2 separate regions of the Arachis hypogaea genome follow, and region 1 is linked to region 2. The links are chromatin contacts, called in public Hi-C maps. All regions are on one chromosome and are shown on one strand. The core of a region is the stretch at or near the end of the contact, and the rest is flanking DNA. Distances in the headings are between cores, read along the strand shown. Region 1 holds the start of LOC112696523 (putative serine/threonine-protein kinase). Region 2 holds the start of LOC112696518.

Region 1 (3,712 bases), core at 875-3,374, 140 kb before region 2:
TTAAAAAGTCAGCAAAGGTTGATGCAAGAAGATGAGAGCTATGTTCCTCAAACTCCTATGAAAATTGAAGGGTTGAAGAAGATTGCATGCTAGCCATGTTCTTATGTTGGGTCACTCTCGGTCTTCTCTCTTTTTCTTTCTTTGAATTAGGTGATATACTTTGTAAGTGTTTGAATGAGTGAATGTGGGATAGGTGTAAGTTTCATATGTGTTTCGTGGCTTAAGGAGAAGGATGAAGTAACACATATGTTTAGGAGCAATGACTAAGCATTCATTAAGTTAGTTGGTTAGTTGACCATGAGGTGTGGAAATCAAAAGGAAATAAAGACTAATGTTGTTGTCTCTAATTATGGCTAAACTACAATTGGGTTAGGTAAGCTAATGGTTTAGTTGATGTTAGGGTTTTACATAAGGATAACTAAAGCTTTGATTTGCTTTATCCTATGGCAAAAGTATTTTGGGTTAAAAATAAAAATTATGATCATGTACTAATTGTTAATTGATGATGCATCTAGGATTGTTCTTCTATTAATTTATTATTTAGTGAATTTAATAAATTAACAAAATAAAAAAAATTTGATTATAGCGGTAATTAATTAATTATACAAAACTTGTTGTTTGAAAAAGCTAAAAAGTTTTAGTGCCATGAGTTATAATTCTAACTTACTACCTATGTCGTATATATACCTAAACAAATGCGTGTCGGTGAACGTCATAAGGAATGAGAAATCTCAGGTCTTGTGGGGTAGGGTGGTTACATAGTAGACGATGATGAGTCTATATTTGTCCCCTATATCAACCGGATTTTGAAGAAGCTATTATAAATAGAAGCTTCTTTAATGGATAAAGTAATAACAACAAAATCAAAAAGAGTAGAGTGATATATGTTCTAAAATCATAGATGAAGAAAAATGAAAGTACATATCAATGAGACCTAGAAGAAGATTGAGAGCAGATATCGTGGCTAATAAACGTGTGATGGATAAGAGAACGAAAGCGAATAGCTCTAGAAATAAGAAGAGATCCGTAAAAGAAAAAGCAGCGAGTGTTCACCAGAGAGAAAAAAGGGACTAGCGAAAATGAGGAGGTAGAGTTTGAAGATGAAACTATCAAAACTTGGAGAGTGGGAACTCAATTGAAGTTGACCTGCAACGATAATGAAACAGAAGTAGCATATCTCAGAAAGGAACTAGTTGAAACTAAGAAGATAAATGAGATTTCTATCGTAACAAGAATAAGAAAGAGAATAATGACGAACCGTAAGCAGTAAAGGTGACATTTTTCAAGAACTTTTCTCTCATATAATTAAAAAGAAAAGATCTTACATAATAAAATTTTTATAGGTGGTATCAGATTGCTTGGTTGATATTTGTGGTGTTTTACTTAGCTATTGAGACTAATAAGGGTGTAGGAATCTTTAGTGATTTGTGTTTAGAGTTATTTGTATATTTGATTGTTTGTTGTTTTTTGAATTTGAGTTGTTGTGAACTTCTGTTTATCGTTTTGTTTAGCACGAAGTGCTAACATTTTTTTTTTGTTTGGGTCGAGAGTCTTACCAACCATCGGAAAAAAAAAATAATGTACCTTAAGGACACATATTAATATTACAAAATAAAAAAGTTTTCATTAAAAATATAAAAAATTTAAATTTTCAATACATTTATTTTGTATGTATTAAATAAAAACCTTTAAATTTTTTATTAATGGTAAGTTTATCATGTATTTTTAGGATATATGTTAGCTAAATCCAAAATTTTTTCATTTGTAATCTTAAAATATGTTCTTAAAACACAAGATAAATAATAATAATAATAATAATAATAATAATAATAATAATAATAATAATAATAATAATAATAATAATAATAATAATAATAATAATAATAATAATAATAATAATAATAATAATAATAATAATAATAATAATACAAGTACGGCATTGAAAAGATGATCCATATACCTAATCCAATATCATTAATATTAATATTAGTTTGACTTTCAGAATTTAACAAATGAATGTCCTAAAGTATTTTCAAAGTGAAAGATATAAAAAAAATGATTTTAAGATGTTTATTATATAAAACAATATTTAAAAAAAAATCAAAATTTCTTTTATATAAGTTACTTGAGTCCAGCAAAAGTCTAATTTTAAATCCGCAGTACTAGAGGAATAGTTTTGGAAGAAGCATCCAAAACAAGGTTTGGTTGCAAGTTGCAACGAACAAGCATTAATTGTTTGCTTAGAAAAATGGAAATTTCAGCTGTGGAAACTGGAAAACTCCGTTGGTCAACGAAATATGAATGATGTATGTATGAATGCTCAACGCTTCAGACAGCTAAGGTTCCACCACTATCCGATAATTAGAGAGTGCCGTGTTTCCTTTCTTGTTTTTCTATTATTAGTTTATTACGGACAAAAAATGAGACTACTCTAGCTAGTTACCAATATTACTCTTTCAAACATGTTTCCTTCTCACAACACTTATTTTCTCCAAATTAAGATCTTCATTAATCTAACACCAAAACCCGAGATCCTCGGAAGTTGTTCTACTTCTCTGGCGGGATGAAGATTATTCATTCATGTTTTTCTACTTGTTTCTCTGTCAAAGAAGAAACCAAACAAGGTATACTTTGTAATTAACCATGTGATTATTAATGTGTTCTTTTATTCCTCTTCTCTTTAATTTCCACGTCTGAATTTCATCCAATTATCAGAAGAAGAGCCGAATAAGGAAGACGAGAGTGATGGAAACTTTCGGGTCTTCACCTACAGGGAGTTGGCATCAGCCACCCGTGGTTTTCATCCCTCTCACAAAATTGGAGAAGGAGGTTTTGGCTCTGTCTACAAGGTTATATAACTTATAAACCTCTCACTCTTAATATACCAGAGTTTGAGTACACACTAAAATTTATAAATATTAAAATAAATCTAAAAAATTTATTTTGATGAACAAAAATATACTTCCGACCTAATTGATAGAGAATAATATTTTATATGTATTTTAAATTTTGTTTATATTGTACTCTTTTATACTATAGAATATTTCATGTCACGTGGAATGGCATGAAATTATGTGTGATTGGTTTGTTGTGAAGGGGGGGCTCCGGGATGGGACATTGGTGGCAGTGAAAGTGCTTTCCATAGAGATGGAGTCCATGCGAGGAGAGAGGGAGTTTGTGGCTGAATTGGCTACGCTTGCAAATATCAAGCACCAAAATTTGGTCATTCTTAGAGGGTGCTGTGTAGAAGGAGCAAAAAGATATCTAGTCTATGATTACATGGAGAACAACAACCTTCACCACACTTTCTTAGGTACTTTAACCTAATTTATTGAATTACAGCTTGTGACGAAAAAAGCCTTGAAATTGTTATTATTATTTATAGGTTCGGAGGAAAGTAGGATGAGATTCAATTGGGAAGCAAGGAAGGAAGTGTCCATAGGTGTGGCCTCTGTTCTTGCGTTTCTTCATGAGGAACTTAAGCCTCATATTCTGCATAGAGATATCAAATCAAGCAACATCCTTCTTGATCGAGATTTCACACCGAAGGTCTCGGATTTTGGTCTCGCAAAGCTACTAAGAGATGACAAGTCTTATATCAGCACTCGAGTTGCTGGGACATTGTGAGTGCTACTCATGTGTTGATTAAGATGAATATATGTACAAACTAGGAAGCTATATTTGATCCTTTTGGGTTTTCTCTCAAATCATT
Region 2 (3,693 bases), core at 700-3,199:
CGCCCACCACTGATGAACGTAGACACCATTGCTTCTGAGACCCTTGTAAATATCCATGCAGCTATCCTTGCCAATAACAGTTTTCTCATCGTCATTTCCACTCTCTGGGCACCTCAGAAACAATTCATCCACAAAGCATATTGCTCCACTCTCAAACACATCCAAGAGGAACTTCATTTCAGCATTCCCTGCATTCATTTTGAGGACAACAAAATCAGCATACTGCACAGTTTCCTTGAACCAAGCAAGGAAATCAAACTCGTCCTCCCCAACAAACGGTTCCAAATCTCCATCATCATCGTCAGCAGCATCAAGATTAGCCTTGGCCGCGGCCTTACCGGCCAACCCGGGATAGTAAACAAATGTCACACCAGGTCGCTTCACATAGGACAACATTACAGAAGTGTTATAGTGAACAAAATACACATTGAAATCCTTTTGACTAATAGGGTAAGATGGCAAGAACCAATCACTAGGATTATCATCAGCATTGCGGATCTCTCGCCCCCCATTAATATCAATATAAACCATCCTCTTCCTAGAAGAAACATCCACGAACTTTGGCAAGTAAGGTACCATCTTCTCATACCCAAGTGGCGGCTTCTGACTCACAAGAGACTCCATAAGCTGAATCAAAGGCTTTGTAAGACTTATGCTAGAACAATCCGCAGGAAGTGGATACTGATAGAAAGCACCAGAAGTAGTATCATTTGCCACCCTTTTCCTGAACACAACAAGGTTGAGATCACCAACAGAGCCAACATGCAGAACGGTGGAAGATCTTAGCAACGATGAAACCGGTGTTGCAGACCTAATGAGGTCGTTGGGGATGGAATTGGAGCCAGTGGGACCCACAAGAAGGGCACCGACACCACCTGGCTTTAGAACACGCTCAACCTCAAGAACGAGCAACGCAGGAACAGAAACCTTGTCAAGATCCCTTGACAGCACGAAATCGAATGAACAGTCCTGGTAATTGAGCTCGTACACGATTTTCTTCTGCTTGAGGGAGAAGAACCGGTGCCTGTGGACACCGGTAACGCTGGAGAATCCCATGTGCTTCATGGCGGCGACGGCCATCGCCGAACCTTCTCCGACGCAGAGGCTCTTGGCTCCGCAATCCAACAGTTGCTTCTTCATAAGGTCGTTGACCACGTTGACCGTCAAGTTTTCGTCTTTCTCGCAGTAGAAGGAGCTCCAGAAAGTGCTGAGCACGCGGCTCTGGAGAGTGGCGTTTTCGAAACGCATTTGGGAACCCGCGGCGACGCAGTCGGTGTAGGTCAGTGTCACCGGAGCTAAGTCAGCCAAGTCGAAGGCGGAGAAGGCGCGGAGCAGAGAAACGATCGAGATGGCGGAGGCGAGCATGATTGAGCGGAAGAACACGCGCCTCGCTATGGACCCCTTCAGGATCTGGAGTTTCATGGCTTTGGCATCCATGGGATTCGAGGATTGAAGATAACACCAATAAAGAAAAATTTAAATAAAAAAAAGGAAGTTCGGAGTTCGGTTGATTGATTGAACACTAAGAAAGGGTTCTTGAAAGATTTGAAAGCCGGAAAGTGGAGAAGAAGAGATGATTAGCGAGTGCAAAACCTGGAGGAGGTGTGATTTCCACCCACGAGGACGCCCATTGAGATTTGGAACCTTAACCAGACCCCCCTTGGAACCCTTTTCGGTGATGATTCATACCATAATCCCCCACCCATCATCGTCCCCATTGTGCCCCCCCTCACATTCAGTTCCTTACTTCATCCTCCCAACTCCAGCATCAAATCAATATTCTAACGAAAATTGAAGTGGTGATATGAGGAAAAACCCTAGGTAGATCTGAAGCAGAGGTTGGATATGGAGCGAGAGTGTGTGTTTGTGAAGGGATTGGGAGTTGAGTGAGTGTAGATCTGGGGAAAATATAGGACCGGGAAATGGGGGGTGATTGCGTGTTACGCAGTAAGGTAAGGACCAGCGAAGGTGTCATCTATTATTTGCTGCCATGGCCCATTCGATGCAAAATGTTAGCTACGTGGCATAATATCGTCGACCCTCCAGTCCTCGTGTTACATCACCATCCTATTTTCTCTACTTTTTAAAAATTACAAAGTTAATATTTTGTATTTTATTAATTGAAAGTTTTCTGTATTTGCATTTCTTTTTTTTTGTTATAAATTAGAATATTTTCAAAATCATTTATGAAAATACATTTTAATTATTTTAAAAATTAACTTTAATATACAAATTTTAAATAGACCTATATGAATAAATAAAAATTGTCACTAAATATTAGTTATTATTATCCAAAAATTTTACAAGGATAAAGAGGTATCAATAAATTTGTGTCTTTTATTTAATTTTATGTCATATTTTTAAAGATAGCTAAATCGTATAATTTTAATAACTACTTTAATATTACGCTTATCAAAAATGAATTCTAGTAAAATTATGGATACATTTGTTAAATTTTAAAAATTATTTTAAAAATTATTTGATTGATAATATATTTTAGGAATTTTTTTGTCAATATTTAAACTTTTTAAATATCGAATTGATGGTTAATTTTTATTAGATAGTTTATGTATTTTAAAATTGTGAAATAAATTCTTTATTTTTTCTTTAATAAAATTTGATAGTTCAATATGAAATTAAAATATTTTAACTACAAATTTACGTACGTACTTATTTAATAATGTAAAAGTTTAGAAACTAATAATTACTAAACAATGATAAGAGATTAAAGTGACCATTAGAAAAAAAAATTAGAGATTATTTTAAAGTTTATTTTACTCTAAATAATAGAACTATGTCTATATGCATGTATGTATACTTTAATGATTATGTGGGTGTATATATCTTTGTTTATCAAATTTTTTATGGCTGTGTGTCTATATTTTTCATAAGCTAAGCATGTTAAGCATGGTTATAAAAATTAGATCGAATAGTTGATCAGATTAGTTTAATTGCAAATTAGATAATAATATGATTTTGTTTATCGATTAAAATTGACAATTTTAATTAATTGTGTTGAATTAAGATTCAGTTGATTTTATGAAACGACGTTATTTTATTGTTTAAAAAAAAGAGAAAAAGACGGATCTCCTTCTAAAGTCCTCGAGCCCTCCCTCTCATCCTCAAACAAAATTTTTCCTCTCCCAAATGTCAAAATAGAGAAAAAAGAAAGTGAGAGACTCTAAGACAGTGGAAATCCCACGGCCACAAGGTGTGAGAGTTGCTGTCACCGTTCGTAACGTTCGGGCACCACTTTGTCTACGCTTCTTCCTCTTTTAACACACTACAAGAAAAATTTCGAGTAACCTTGAATTTACCGTCAAATTTAGCATCACAGAGTAGCGGTGGATTTACCAGTGATAATGATGTCGAATTTGTAAGGATAAGTAATTACCGGTAAATTCTGCTTTTCGACGGTAAATCCGCCAGTAATATTTGGAGGAAAAATAAGTTGAATTGGCGCGTCCTTTACCGTCGAATTCTAACAGTAACTCCAATTAGTGAAATGATGTGTCTTGGTGACCCGTAATAGTTTACCGTCAAAATTTTCTGACAGTAAAAGGGTTATATAAATTCAAATCATGAACCTCTTCCCCCTCATTAGACCACCATTACCACCATCCCCCCTCTCTCTCTCCCTAATCGCTGTCACTCTTGCCATCTACCACTGCGGCCGAAACCACCGTCGTCGCT

Evidence for each region. Hi-C and Micro-C count contacts between places; a contact is called where the count stands out from the background.
Region 1: a contact with region 2 is called in a Hi-C map of an unstated tissue, with 6 times the contacts expected there. The contact joins the promoter of LOC112696523 here to the promoter of LOC112696518 in region 2. A contact is called at or near these places in 3 of 8 Hi-C or Micro-C datasets (leaf and an unstated tissue).

The regions. Positions count from the first base shown.
Region 1 is chr6:29,650,968-29,654,679 of arahy.Tifrunner.gnm2.J5K5, reverse strand. LOC112696523 (putative serine/threonine-protein kinase) reads left to right here and starts at 2,124. Exons shown (of 6, transcript XM_025749322.3): 1 at 2,124-2,624; 2 at 2,716-2,849; 3 at 3,097-3,313; 4 at 3,386-3,623. The coding sequence starts at 2,564.
Region 2 is chr6:29,515,599-29,519,291 of arahy.Tifrunner.gnm2.J5K5, reverse strand. It overlaps LOC112696518, which reads right to left and starts at 1,949. Exons shown (of 1, transcript XM_025749315.3): 1 at 1-1,949. The coding sequence starts at 1,437.